3 separate regions of the Ovis aries genome follow, and all the other regions are linked to region 3. A link is a contact called in public Hi-C data. All regions are on one chromosome and are shown on one strand. Each heading gives the region's core, a stretch centred on a gene start, on an enhancer-like site or on the middle of the called end of the contact. The rest is flanking DNA. Distances are from core to core; before and after follow the strand shown.

Evidence for each region. Hi-C and Micro-C count contacts between places; a contact is called where the count stands out from the background.
Region 1: a contact with region 3 is called in a Hi-C map of hypothalamus, with 4 times the contacts expected there. The contact joins the promoter of ANKRD44 here to the enhancer-like site in region 3. A contact is called at or near these places in 11 of 16 Hi-C or Micro-C datasets (blood, hypothalamus, liver and 5 more).
Region 2: a contact with region 3 is called in a Hi-C map of hypothalamus, with 3 times the contacts expected there. The contact joins two enhancer-like sites. A contact is called at or near these places in 5 of 16 Hi-C or Micro-C datasets (blood, hypothalamus, liver and 2 more).

Annotation. Positions count from the first base shown.
Region 1 is chr2:199,624,468-199,628,868 of ARS-UI_Ramb_v3.0, reverse strand. It overlaps ANKRD44 (ankyrin repeat domain 44), which reads left to right and starts at 2,819. Exons shown (of 28, transcript XM_042244028.2): 1 at 2,819-2,927. The coding sequence starts at 2,901.
Region 2 is chr2:199,418,565-199,422,847 of ARS-UI_Ramb_v3.0, reverse strand. The region is part of intron 8 of ANKRD44 (ankyrin repeat domain 44); the gene reads left to right. Among named protein-coding and RNA genes, the nearest start is that of PGAP1, 160 kb to the right of the region's middle. Within about 2 kb of position 2,712, at least 7 of the 54 cell types and tissues checked have an H3K27ac peak or open chromatin away from gene starts, as enhancers often do. A contact at or near this core is called in hypothalamus, where this site is marked.
Region 3 is chr2:199,498,894-199,503,435 of ARS-UI_Ramb_v3.0, reverse strand. It overlaps ANKRD44 (ankyrin repeat domain 44), which reads left to right. Exons shown (of 28, transcript XM_042244028.2): 2 at 1,889-1,972. Among named protein-coding and RNA genes, the nearest start is that of ANKRD44, 120 kb to the left of the region's middle. Within about 2 kb of position 3,180, at least 12 of the 54 cell types and tissues checked have an H3K27ac peak or open chromatin away from gene starts, as enhancers often do. A contact at or near this core is called in hypothalamus, where this site is marked.

The DNA of each region.
Region 1 (4,401 bases), core at 1,570-4,069, 130 kb before region 3:
ATCTCCCTCCCCATAACATCTCTCTGGGTCATCCCCATGCACCAGCCCCAAGCATGCTGTATCCTGCGTCAGACATAGACTGGCGATTCAATTCTTACATGATAGTATACATGTTGGAATGCCATTCTCCCAAATCATCCCACCCTCTCCCTCTCCCTCTGAGTCCAAAAGTCCGTTATACACATCTGTGTCTTTTTTCCTATCTTGCATACAGGGTTGTCATTGCCATCTTTCTAAATTCCATATATATGTGTTAGTATACTGTATTGGTGTTTTGCTTTCTGGCTTACTTCACTCTGTATAATCGGCTCCAGTTTCATCCATCTCATCAGAACTGATTCAAATGAATTCTTTTTAACGGCTGAGTAATACTCCATTGTGTATATGTACCACAGCTTTCTTATCCATTCATCTGCTGATGGACATCTAGGTTGTTCCCATGTCCTGGCTATTATAAACAGTGCTGCGATGAACATTAGGGTACATGTGTCTCTTTCAATTCTGGTTTCCTCGGTGTGTATGCCCAGCAGTGGGATTGCTGGGTCATAAGGTAGTTCTATTTGCAATTTTTAAAGGAATCTCCACACTGTTCTCCATCTGTTCCACTCTTTGCGACTCTGCGGACTGTAGCTCACCAGGCTCCTCTGTCCATGGGGATTCTCCAGGCAGCAAGAATCTGGAATGGGTTGCCATTTCCTTCTCCAGGAATGAATAAGCATTTGCTCCAAATTCCACAAGTATTCAGTTCAGTTCAGTTCAGTCGCTCAGTCGTGTCCGACTCTTTGCGACCCCATGAATCACAGCACGCCAGGCCTCCCTGTCCATCACCAACTCCTGGAGTTCACTCAGACTCACGTCCATCGAGTCTGTGATGCCATCCAGCCATCTCATCCTCTGTCGTCCTCTTCTCCTCCTGCCCCCAACCCCTCTCAGCATCAAAGTCTTTTCCAGTGAGTCAACTCTTCACATGAGGTGGCCAAAGTACTGGAGCTTCAGCTTTAGCATCATTCCTGCGAAGGAAATCCCAGGGCTGATCTCCTTCAGAATGGACTGGTTGGATCTCCTTGCAGTCCAAGGGACTCTCAAAAGTCTTCTCCAACACCACAGTTCAAAAGCATCAATTCTTTGGTGCTCAGCCTTCTTCACAGTCCAACTCTCACATCCATACATGACCACAGGAAAAACCATAGCCTTGACTAGATGGACCTTCGTCGGCAAAGTAATGTCTCTGCTTTTGAATATGCTATCTAGGTTGGTCATAACTTTTCTTCCAAGGAGTGTCTTTTAATTTCATGGCTGCAGTCACCATCTGCAGTGAGTTTGGAGCCCAAAAAATAAAGTCTGACACTGTTTCCACTGTTTCCCCATCTATTTCCCATGAAGTGATGGGACCAGATGCCATGATCTTCGTTTTCTGAATGTTGAACTTTAAGTCAACTTTTTCACTCTCCTCTTTCACTTTCATCAAGAGGCTTTTGAGTTCCTCTTCACTTTCTGCCATAAGGGTGGTGTCATCTGCATATCTGATGTTATAGATATTTCTCCCGGCAATCTTGATTCCAGCCTGTGTTTCTTCCAGTCCAGTGTTTCTCATGGTGTACTCTGCATATAAATTAAATAAGCAGGGTGACAATATACAGCTTTGACGTACTCCTTTTCCTATTTGGAACCAGTCTGTTGTTCCATGTCCAGTTCTAACTGTTGCTTTCTGACCTGCATACAGATTTCTCAAGAGGCAGGTCAGGTGGTCTGGTTAACACTTTACTATGATTACATATACTACTGTTGTGTGTGTGTCCCATGCTCTTTTACAGCTGGGTCTTCTATCTGTTGAAGAGTAGGGTAACTGGATTTTGTAGAAATGAGTGGGTCAACTGGTGGAAACCCTCAAAAAACCAATTAACGCAGCAGTACAAGACCTTTTCTTCTCCTGTAACGTTGCTCCATCTTCTTCGTCCCCAAATCAAAACCCAATGTTTGAATTTAACGATGGGGTTCTGCGTGTCTAGCAGGGAGGTAGCTGGAGAACAAGGTAAAAGGGCCAGAGCCCCACCTCCCTACCCTCCAAGAGTTTCACAAAAACTAGCTAAAGAATGAGTCAGGGTCTCCTTGTATTAAACAAAGAGAGCACCAGCCTTGCGGTCCCTGACCAGGTGGGATGATTTGAAGAGCTGGGCGGATTCCGGACTAGGGAGAGGTTTAGAGGAAGGCGTGTGGTCCAATCTCCTGATTTGAAATTGGCTACAAGTGAATGCAGCCTTTATTGCCCCTCGGGTGTATCCACAGGGAGTGCTCACGAGGTTGTGTGTGTGTGTGTGTGGGGGGGGGGACGGTGTGTGAGACAGGGCGAGGGGAGGGGTCACGATCAGCAACCCCCCACCCCTCCCCAGCCCGGGGGCCTCTAAACGTGTACGCTCTGCGTGGGGGGCAGCGTGGGCGACCGGGGGGCCCGGTCCCGCTAGCCCGCGCGCAGTGTGCAGGTGCGGAAAGCAGGCGGCAGTCTGACCCTACCGTGGCGCGCCCGGTGCGGGAGCCGGGGAGCACCCTGAGCCGCGGGCTGCGAGGCGCGCCCGCGGGCGGCAGGAGGCAGCGTCGGCCCAGGCGGCGCGGCGGCGAGCGAGGCAACGCGCGGTGATGTCAGTGGCGGCCCGGCTGGCAGCAGCCGGTACTTCCTGTATAAAGGCGGGCGGGCTCGGCTGCAAACCCTACTAGCCAGTGTCAGCCTCTCGGCGGGAGGAGGAGGAGAAGGCGGAGGAGGAGGAGGAGCAGGGGGAGGGCTGTCAAATTCGGGAGCCAGATTTTTTTCCCTTCCCTTGGCAATCCCTTCCGCTTCCCCGGCTCCTGGCGTGACATCTGCGGACCGGGGACCTGTATGTGTGTGCGCGCGAAGGAGCGGAAGAATGGCAGTGCTCAAACTCACCGACCAGGTAGGGGGCGGCGGCGCCGGCGGGCGGGACGCGCGGGCGCAGGGCGGCGCGGAGCCCCGGCAGGGGGATGGGGGCGCGGCACGGAGCGCGCCCGCGAGCTGTTTACTCGCGGCGAAGGGGAGGAGTGTGTGCGGCCGCCGGCTGCTCCGAAAGCCGGCGGCTGCAGCCCTCCTCCCCGGCTCGGTCCCCGCCCTGGGCCGTCGGAACTGCGCGCTCGGCTCGGCGGCTGGGGCGCCCCGGGGGTTGGGGAAGGGGCGGCGGGGCTCTAGCTGGCGTGCGGGGGTGCGTTGTCCACGGGCCCGGGCTGGGCAGGGGGAGGGGAGGCTCGAGGTGCTCCTCCGGCGCTGCGCAGCTTGGGCTCCTCCAGCCCGGGCGGGCGGGAGAGAGGCTGATGCGCGCCGCCGGGAAGAGGAAGGTGGATGGAGAGGGAGAAGGATCGCAGCCTGGGACCCTTTTCCCAGCCAAGCTGGAGACCGGCCCAGACCGTGGCTCTCGTGTGGTCGGGCTGTCTTTATCCTTTTGACGTGACACCCTGACTTCCTCTTTGGTAGCCCAGGGGCTGTGTGTGCGTCGTGCACGATGGAGATCTCAGGCACGGCTGTCCCTAGAGGAGGTGAAGTTCGGCCCGGGGTTCCACTCACAGTCGGTGGGCTACCCTCTGCCTGTGTTGATGAGCTTTGTCGCTTTCCGGCTAAGCCATAGCACGGGGTAGCTCTAGAGCCCTTTGCTTGGAGAGGTGGGGATGTTTGCTAGCTCGGTTGACAGTCCTCGCTGGAGGTCTGAGGCACGAGACACCCCTACCTTTTCGGACGCTGCTGCTCTGAGGGCATTGACACAAGCGCCCAGCCAAGTTGTATGACAAAACTCTGTAACTCCTCCTACGAAAAAAGGAAACAGCTTCCTTTTATTTCTTTTGCCATTTATTCATGGATAGTGAAATGAACATTGTTTTGAGGTCCTGGTAGGCGGAGAGGCAGACTTGACTTTGACACAGGCGGTCAAACATGCCAGCCCTTGGTGTTTAAACATCTCATACTTCTCAAGTGGGTTGCATCTGGTGCCTCCCTGTCCTCAGTATCTAGCCAGAACTTCCTGAGACTTAAGTGCAATCAATCACCACAGTAATTTGTTCTCCTGCCTTTAGAGTCAAAGTTTTGCTTTGCTTTCTGTATTTACAGGCTTTAAAAATTTTCTTTTTATATGGGGGAGGGATCACTGAATTAAAATGAACCTTATCGTTAAATTTAGCAGGAGGAGCAGCTGGTAGTGATGAATCTATTTGTTTCCATTGGTTCCAGAGCATTTAAGAGTACTTGTAAGTTGATATTAGTTTAGCCCTACCCCCAACCCCCCACCTTTTAGTCACATACTTTGACAACTGTTAGACATTTGTTTTAAATCTTTCGATTTTAGTCTGCCTTGGTCATGTTATCTTTTGCCATTGCAAGTTACTCTACTTCTCTGTTAATCTCTA
Region 2 (4,283 bases), core at 1,463-3,962, 80 kb after region 3:
CAGTATTGTATTGGTTTCTGCCATATATCAACATGAATCAGCCACAGGTATACGTATATTCCCTCCCTTTCATAAATGATTATTGTTATTAAGAAGGATGTCAGGAGAAAGAGTAGGCGTAGGAGGTAAAACTAGTGAGTTTAGTTCTTGAGAAGCTGATTTTGAGCCTTTGATACAGCCAGTACAAGACAACCAACAGTGGGGAGCAGTGGAGAACAGAAGAACATGCCTAGGTTGCCTCATTCACGCAGAGGTGATTGATAGTGGAGACCAGGAGAAAATGCTGAGATCACCGAGGGAGAGAGTACGTCACAGCACCAGTAGAGAAGGGGATGCAGGTCTCTAGTACCTCTTTACTCTCAGGATCAGCAGGAGGAGGAAGAACTAGAGAAAGAGATGAAAAGAGAGAAGATAGGAGAAGGAAACAGAAGTAGTGTCTTTGTGAAGGTAGAATGCAGACGGAAATGAAAAAGTAAACTAGACGAAAAGAATTTCAGAGTTCTAGATCTTGTAAAGGGGCTCCATCCAAGGTCCTATGTGAAGGTAAGATGAAGGTCTTTAGGGGCAACAAAGAGGCCTGGGTGGGGGAAAGAGCCAACATGTGGGGTTAAAGTCCTAGAGGACGGTGGTGAGGGGACAGGAGGCAAACAGGTGGCTCAACCACCAGTGTCCCCAAGACTTGTGACACTTTTCTTGCCTTTCTGGTGCCTGAGGGACATACTGTGGATCCTCCAAAGAAAGGAATATTATTGAAGTTAAAGTATCTCTCTTCACCAGCCTCACCTAATTGATTCACAGGGTTATCTGATGCTCTCCATTGCCTCTGTAAAACATGCCAACTGATGTTTTCAGTGTGCCTGATACTGAAGCTGGAAGCCCACTTTCTGCCACACATACCTACTCCTCCCAGATAACTGATTAGTGGCCAGTTCAGACTGGATAAGGGACTTCAACTAAGTATAGTGTCTTGGTTTATGGCAGCCTTTTCTTCTCCCGTACAAAATGGACATGGAAAGCATAGCTACTTTAATAGTTAATTTTTCCTGTAGACTGCTAATTATCAATAAAGTTTAAGAGGCACCATTAACAAACAAACAAACAAAAAAAACGTCTGAGACTTGTGTTTATGTATTATCTAATTTGGTGGCTCAGATGGTAAAGCGGCTGTCTACAATACGGGAGACCCGGGTTCAATCCCTGGGTTGGGAAGATCCTCTGGAGAAGGAAATGGCAGTCCACTCCAGTACTATTGCCTGGAAAATCCCATGGACAGAGGAGCCTGGTAGGCTACAGTCCACGGGGTCACAAAGAGTTGGACACGACTGAGTGACTATTAAGACAATCTGTGTAAATGGGATTTTGAATCAAATCTAGCCTTCTCCCTCAGCCTCCCTTCGTCTTCTCTATCTACATACGAATTCTCTTGACTCTTTATTAGTTATCCCAGATTCTCTCTGGATGCATGGATCGTCTAATGTTTCCATGAAGCCATTCAGTCTGAGTGGAGGCTGTTATCATTCTGCACCACATTGCCCTTGGATTTTGAAAGTGTTTGTAAATTGCAAGACAGTTTGTATTTGTTTAGATTTGTCAAAGTTCTAAGGAAATAGCATATTGAAGTGTAGCCAGTTCCTATTCACATGTTCACTTTGTTTTCCTCTGTCCTCCCAAAACACTGAGAGTGTCATCTTGAGAAATTTCAAGATGATGGAGATGAGAGAAAGACTGTGTGTCCGGCATGCATTTTAAAGCCCCTCATTTTGCTTAAATTGACCATGGCCCTGTCTTTGATTTTGAATATAGTGATGTCAGAAAGCTTAATTATTATAAAATAATAGAGATGCAATACTTTATACAATAAGCTGTTGACAGTTTACTTGTTTTTTGCAAATAGGACGAGCATGAGAAAATATGAAATAATTTCTCTTCTCTAGTAGAGAACACATTGTTATTTCTGTAGCATCTCAAGGCTCTTTTTTGGCAAGCTTTCAAACTAAGCTTTAAAAAAAATAGTTACATATGGCTTCACTGGATATGACTTAGAAAAATAGGTTCAAAAATCACCATTGCCAGGTCACATACCTCCTGGTCACTAACATACCACCTGCCTATGGTCTCAATTCTTTTCTGCCCATGGGCCCTTAGATCACTTAACTTAAAGCCCATCACAGTTTACTAAAGCAGACCAGCTCTCTTTTTCTGTGTACTAGGACCAAATTGTATTCTATAATTGCATTGCAGAGGTTGAAGATGAAATTGGAATAAGCAAGAGTAAGTATTAAGAGCGACATGTCCCTTGGAACTTGGGAGAGGAAGTGAGCAAAGCAGGGAGGTTAAGGTCTGAGGTAACCACATACCATCTCCCACTTTTGAACCATTAAAAATTTGACCATCTATAGCTTTTTGCAAACCAAGGTATTAGATTGCTCTTCCATTGAGTTAGGAAGCCCTTTTGGGTTTCTGACCATATCTGATGCCCCCTCCTCCAGCTGACCTTAGCATTATCCTCTTGAACAGGAGTCCCCAACCTCTGGATCTAATCCCTGATGATCTGAGGTGGAGCTGATGTAATAATAATAGAAATAAAGTGCACAATAAATGTAATGTGCTTGAATTGACCCAAAATCTTTCCCACTCCCACCCCGGTCCCTAGAAAAATTGTCTTCCATGGAATCAGTCCTTGGTGCCAAAAAGGTTGGGAACTGCAGCTGTAAAGGCTTTATTGTCCACTGAGCTGCCTGACAACAGGGGTACTGTTCATGGAGAACACAGCGCCTTCAGGTTCCTGGGGAGTAGCTGTGTATTTAAGCTTAGAGAAGGTTTGAGGGAGGATGAAGAAAGAAGGCAGGGCTTCCCAGGTGGCTAGTAGGAAAGAATCCTCCTGCCAGTATAGGGGCCACAGGAGACATAGGTTCGATCCCTGGGTTGGGAGCATCCCCTGGAGGATGAAATGGCAACCCACTCCAGTATCATTGCCTGGAGAATCCTATGGACAGGGGAGCCTGGCAGGCTGCAATTCATGGAGTCTCAAAGAGTCAGACACAACTGAGCACACAAAGAAAGAAGGCATTAGAAGTGGAAGAAAAAAATGAATGGATTTCTGAGGATATTGGTCAAGAAAATTGAAATGCTCTATTTAGTGCAAGGATTAATCTTTCTTGGATGATGGTGAATACTGCCCTGAAAGAGTACTTATATTTGTCATAAAATATTCTTAGTCCTTACTGGTTTTGCTTCATGACCTATGGCAGAACCATAAGTCAATAGGAGAGTCTCTTAAGTGTTCCAGGTAAAAAAATTTTCCATGCCCTAAATCTGGTAGGGAAATGTACCTAGAATTGTTAAGGAGACTAGAAATGAAGAAATATTTTTCTAAAAGCAAAGCTTAGAATAAGTGAGAGAATTGAACATTCCTTCTCGTGGCTCAGAGGTTAAAGCATCTGCCTGCAATGGGGGAGACCTGGGTTCCATCCTTGGGTCGGGAAGATTCCCTGGAGAAGGAAATGGCAACCCACTCCAGTATTCTTGCCTGGAGAATCCCATGGACGGAGGAGCCTGGTGGGCTACAGTCCACGGGGTTGCAAAGAGTCAGACACAACTGAGCGACTTCACTTTCACTTTCTCCTTTGAGAATTCAAGGAATGTTTTATATCCGTCTGAAGTTCTAGGAGCAGCAACAGCAAAGAAAAACCCACCACCCCCATCCCTGCGTGAAAAATTTCTCAGGCAGATAGTGAAACTCAGTAGGATCTCTAGTCTCAACCTGAATATTGTTAATTCTAACTTGTAAAAGCTAAATAAAAAGTACTTGCTTTTTGACCTTCATTGGTTTTAATGACTTTTTGAAATGAGTTCCTTTTCTACCTATAGCATATAAACAAAGCTGCCCCACAGTGACTGCTATGACACTCTTAATACCCAACCTCTTGCCACCCATCTCTTTCTCCATGAGAAAAAAAAAGAATCAACTAAGAACTGGCCTTAGAAGTAGATGAGCCCAGGCAAAGATCTTCAAGAATAGATCTGAAGCAAACATCACTGTTGACCATATTGCCATCCTTTTTATTTTACCTAAAATGGGCATCTCTGTTTTCTCCTTTACCAAAGGCACAAGCACTCCAAGGGAAAAAGGGTATGGAGTTTACTATCTCTGTAATGGGGAAAGCTTTATCAGCTGTACTCCCTAGAAACTGGTCACTCCTGCTTTGGCTCTCTGACTACAATTTAGTTACCTCCAGGTTGGTGGTTACTCCTAGCCTTTAAGCTCTTTTCTAGGCGTGGAA
Region 3 (4,542 bases), core at 1,931-4,430:
CAGATAATTCTAACCGTGTCACTTTAGGTCAGTGCTCACAGTTCCCAATAACTAAGTGTATGATTATTAGAAGTCTGGGTTCTCTGACCCCAGCCCAGAATCCCCAGGGAAAGGGTCTGGGAATATTGTTTTAGTAAGCATCTTAGGTGATACTTATGATCAGACAAGTCTGGGAAACTGCCACCATCCAATTGCCTGCTAGGACTAAAGTATTTCCAAAACTTATAAGTAAATATATGTGTGTTGTGTGTGCATGTGTGTTATTACCAAGGTTTTAAACTTTGGAAAAAAAATTGTCAAATACTCCATATTGACATCATAAATATTTCTTAGTGAAAACATCTGTTATTTGGATAGGGTTGTATGGCTTCCCATGTGGTGCTAGTGGTAAAGAACCCACCTGCCAATGCAGGAGACGTAAGAGACCTAGATTCCTTCCCTGCATCAGGAAGGATCCCCTGGAGAGGGGTATGGCTACCCACTCCAGTATTCTTCCCTGGAGAATCCCATGGACAGAGGAGCCTGGTGGGCTACAGTCCATGGAGTCCCAAAGAGTCAGACACGACTGAAGTGAATTAGCACGCAGCATGTGGGGTTATAGAAGGTTTTCCTATATACTATCTCAGTTGTTCCTAAAACCAACCCTCTGATGGGTTGGACAACAAAGATCATGTTTGGCCCCAGATTACGCACAGGAAATGGGCTCAACATGTAACTGGCAAGCGGCAGAACTGGCTTTGAACCGGATCCTTCACCAGGTGGGGAGCCCAACACCAACCCCAGAGCCCACCCCTTTTGCTCTTTTCTCCCACACCCTGGTCACCAGGTTGATGGCAGCATTTCTAACATATCAGGTTCTTTGCATATCCACACCTTTCTACACTGATTCCCTGGCTACCATATCCTTCCTCCTCTTTGCAAACTCAAAGGCATTCATGAAGGTGCCTTCCATGAAGCTTTTCTGGACACTTTTCTCACCCTACCACCCAAGCAGAGCCAGTTTTTCTTTCAGCTGGCTTTCCATCAAGTTTATAAATCCTTCTACCACATGTTGGGCTTGTTTAATCTGGGTGAGTTCAATGATGCATGTTCAGTAAGGCCTCTTTCTTCCTCCCCACCCCACTGTTATACCACTTACTTTGAATAGATGGGAAAGTGAAGTGAAGTGAAGTCACTCAGTCGTGTCCAACTCTTTGTGATCCCATGGACTGTAGTCCACCAGGCTCCTCTGTCCATGGGATTTTCTGGGCAAGAATACTGGAGTGGGTTGCCATTTCCTTCTCCAGGAGATCTTCCTGACTCAGGGATTGAACCCAGGTCTCTTGCATTGTAGATAGACACTTTAAGTAATCACCTCTAAAACACTCAGTGCTCATTGGCTAAGCTATGGGAAGTGTTAGGGGAATGGTTTAAAGGCTTTTCCAAACTTTGACAAAAAACAAGTGTTCAGGAGGCCAGAAACATGGCCACTGACATCCTCTAGGAACAGAATCGTTTAAAAGGTCCAAGGAGCATTGTCTAATGAGAAGCTGGGGAATGGCAGGGGACCCTATGCACAAAAACACAGATTTGGTAGTTTGCTTGATAGGTAATTTAAGGACCATCCAAGGACATTTTCAACTAGTGGTGATTTTCGTGTTACACTCATAGCCCCAGATTAGATGTGACTGTCTGTCATGGCTTTCAAATCATATTATAGTTATTTCTTGATGCAAATAACTCCCCTGCTGGACTTCGAGCAAGGGTGGACCCAGGCCATGTTCATCTTTGTCTGCCAATTGATAATTGTTGAATAAACTTTTGGGGAATAGATCTTCTAGCCATCTGCATCTGAGTGCAGTCCAGTTATTTAATTACAGTTCTAATTCCAGTTCTCCTGTGTTTACAGCCACCACTGGTCCAAGCAATCTTCAGCGGTGATCCAGAGGAGATACGGATGCTCATCCACAAAACAGAAGATGTGAATGCTCTGGTAGGAGATGCTCTGGCTTTGCCTCCCCAGACCCTCTTCACCTTTTCTGTGCCATGGACCTTTTCGGTGTCTGGTGAAAGCCCTGGCCCACTTCTCAGAATTCTGTTTTGAAATGCTCTAAATAAAATATATAGGATTCAAATGGAAATCAATTATTTTGAAATATAGTTATTGAATCAAAATTTTCATATAATAATATATGTGTTTATCAACACATTTAAATGGTAAGATACAGTAGGAGATCTAATAATGGCCATAATTTAAAAATAATGGTGAGCCTGATCAATATTTTGTGTTATCTGCCACCACTGTAACGTGGCATGAATGTGCCTGTGATTTCTGCCAACACTAAGGTTTGCTGCCTGCATTCATAATGTGAAGAAATGGGAAGTTTCAGTTAGAAGTCAGTGAAAATAGAGATAGAAACTTTGTTCTAGAGAACCCATGCCTTACAAACAGGAGTTGACAAACTATGGTTTGTCACCTGTTTTTGTACAAGCTACTGGCTAGGAATGGTTTAATTTTTTAAATGGCTGAAAAAAGAATGAAAAAAAAAGAATATTTTGTGACTTAGGAAAATTGTATGAAGTTCAAATTTTGATATCTACAAATTAAGTTTGTTTGGAACACGGGAAGGACAGCTTTCCTACTGCAGGAGCAGAGTTGAGCAGCTGTGACAGAGACAGTATGTGGCCTACCCCAGATATTTATTCTCCGGCCCTCTGGAGGGAAAATTTGCTGCCCTCTGCACTAGAGGGTCCATGAACCCGGAATGAGTGGATGAACTTGGCATCCTGTGTGTACCCTGAAGTCGTACGTAATGTGTGCATGCACTTGTGGACAATTTGTGTAATGAAAGGGTCAAGGCATTTCATCAAACTCTTAAAAGGGTTCATGATCCCCTAAAGATTAAGAACCACTGAATCTGGAAGTTCTTGACATAAACCTGCACTGAGGAAAGGTGAAAAGAGTTAGTCAATAATTTATCCTTTTAATAGTTTCCTAGACCTAGATTGAACAAGCAATTATGTATAGTACATGCTACTAATTCTCTTAATATAATGCAATTACCTACATGCTCCAGTCTGTCAGGGAGAGGAGTTCTCTTTGAAGTCCCAAGTGTTCAGGAGAAACAACAGACTCAGACACATCTACGGTACAAGAAGAGCTTTGCCACTGGGAAATGCATTCTGTCTGAGGTTGCATCTCTGTCCGCTCCGCCACATGTTTTATTCAGAAGGCGAGTCATCACTGCCACCCATTGTTTAGTGGCAATGTAGGTTGCTGTGGCTTTTTGAAAAAGCTCTTGGCAGTTTCTCCCCAACTGGCACTGACAACAGCAGAGCAATGTGGTGTGACATTTTAGCCAGGTAAGCACAGATGTGGTCAGGGCCAGACTACTTGAGAAGGCAACTGGGCATTTGTCTAGGGCCCATGGGGCCCTATACTTCTGAGAGGAGGCGAGGCAAGCAAGCTGATCATCTGTGTTCTGACACCACCAGAATTCATCCAGCCTGTTCTGTGTTGTGGGCCCCACCCAGGCCAGCCCAAGGCAAGGTTACTATCTTCCCTGATAATCATCAACAAGCAGGACTTTTGCAGTCCTGTGTACCAAGAAAGAGTGTACTGTCCTCTGAAAGCCTTTAATTTTTCCTTAGGAAAGTGACAAACAGCTGCTAGCTGGTAAAGATTAGGGGAGGTTAACTGCTATAACACACAGATGGCTCAAACATAAGAGGTGTTTAGTTCTCTTATGAGCAGATTAGAGCGGTGGTTCTTTTCTACATAGAGTCCCAGGTATCAGCATGTAGCTTCTAAGGTCATTCAAGGGGTGTGTCAACAGTCCAACAAGAAGGGAAAAAAAGAATGTGGAGGCAAAGCCTGGGAAGATTTTATGGGACAGCTTGGCTGTGGCATAATCACTTCTACTCACATCCCACTGCCCAGAACTCATCCCATGCCACAGCTAACTACAGAAGAGGTTGGGAAGTTAGTGTAACTGTGTCCCCAAAGTGTCAGAGAACAGTGACTTTGGTGAACAAGTTGCTGTCTTGGCTATACCAATTTCTGGTTTTAGGTAATTCAAGTGATACCCCTTAGTCATCTGTGTAGTGTGTTGTTAATTTGACAGTTAATTACTGAGTCTGGATCCTATGTAAGGTGCTGGGGATACAGCAGTTGAAAAGATAGCTCTTTCCCTCGTGAGCTTACAGTGTGGCAGAGAAGGCAACAAGTGAGAAATCATACTATGTCGTATTTCTGAAATGGAAAAGCTGGGACACTGTTTAGGGGCCTGTGTGAATCATGAGGGACTAAGGAAGTGAGGTATACACTGAGGCTGCTGCGGGAAGTGCTTTGTCGTTGCTGTTGGATGTGTGGCAGCGGTTGGATGTGACAGCAGAGAAGGGTGGATAAGGAGAGAGGAAGGAATGAGTGTGAGTGGCTAAATGAGTGGACAGCAAGCCTAAGAGGAGCCTGAGTTCTTAGGTTGGTCGTGTGGCTCCTCTGGGTCCACAGACCCTTTCCTCCACTCGTACCTCTTACAGCCTCCCTCTTCACATCCCCCTTTC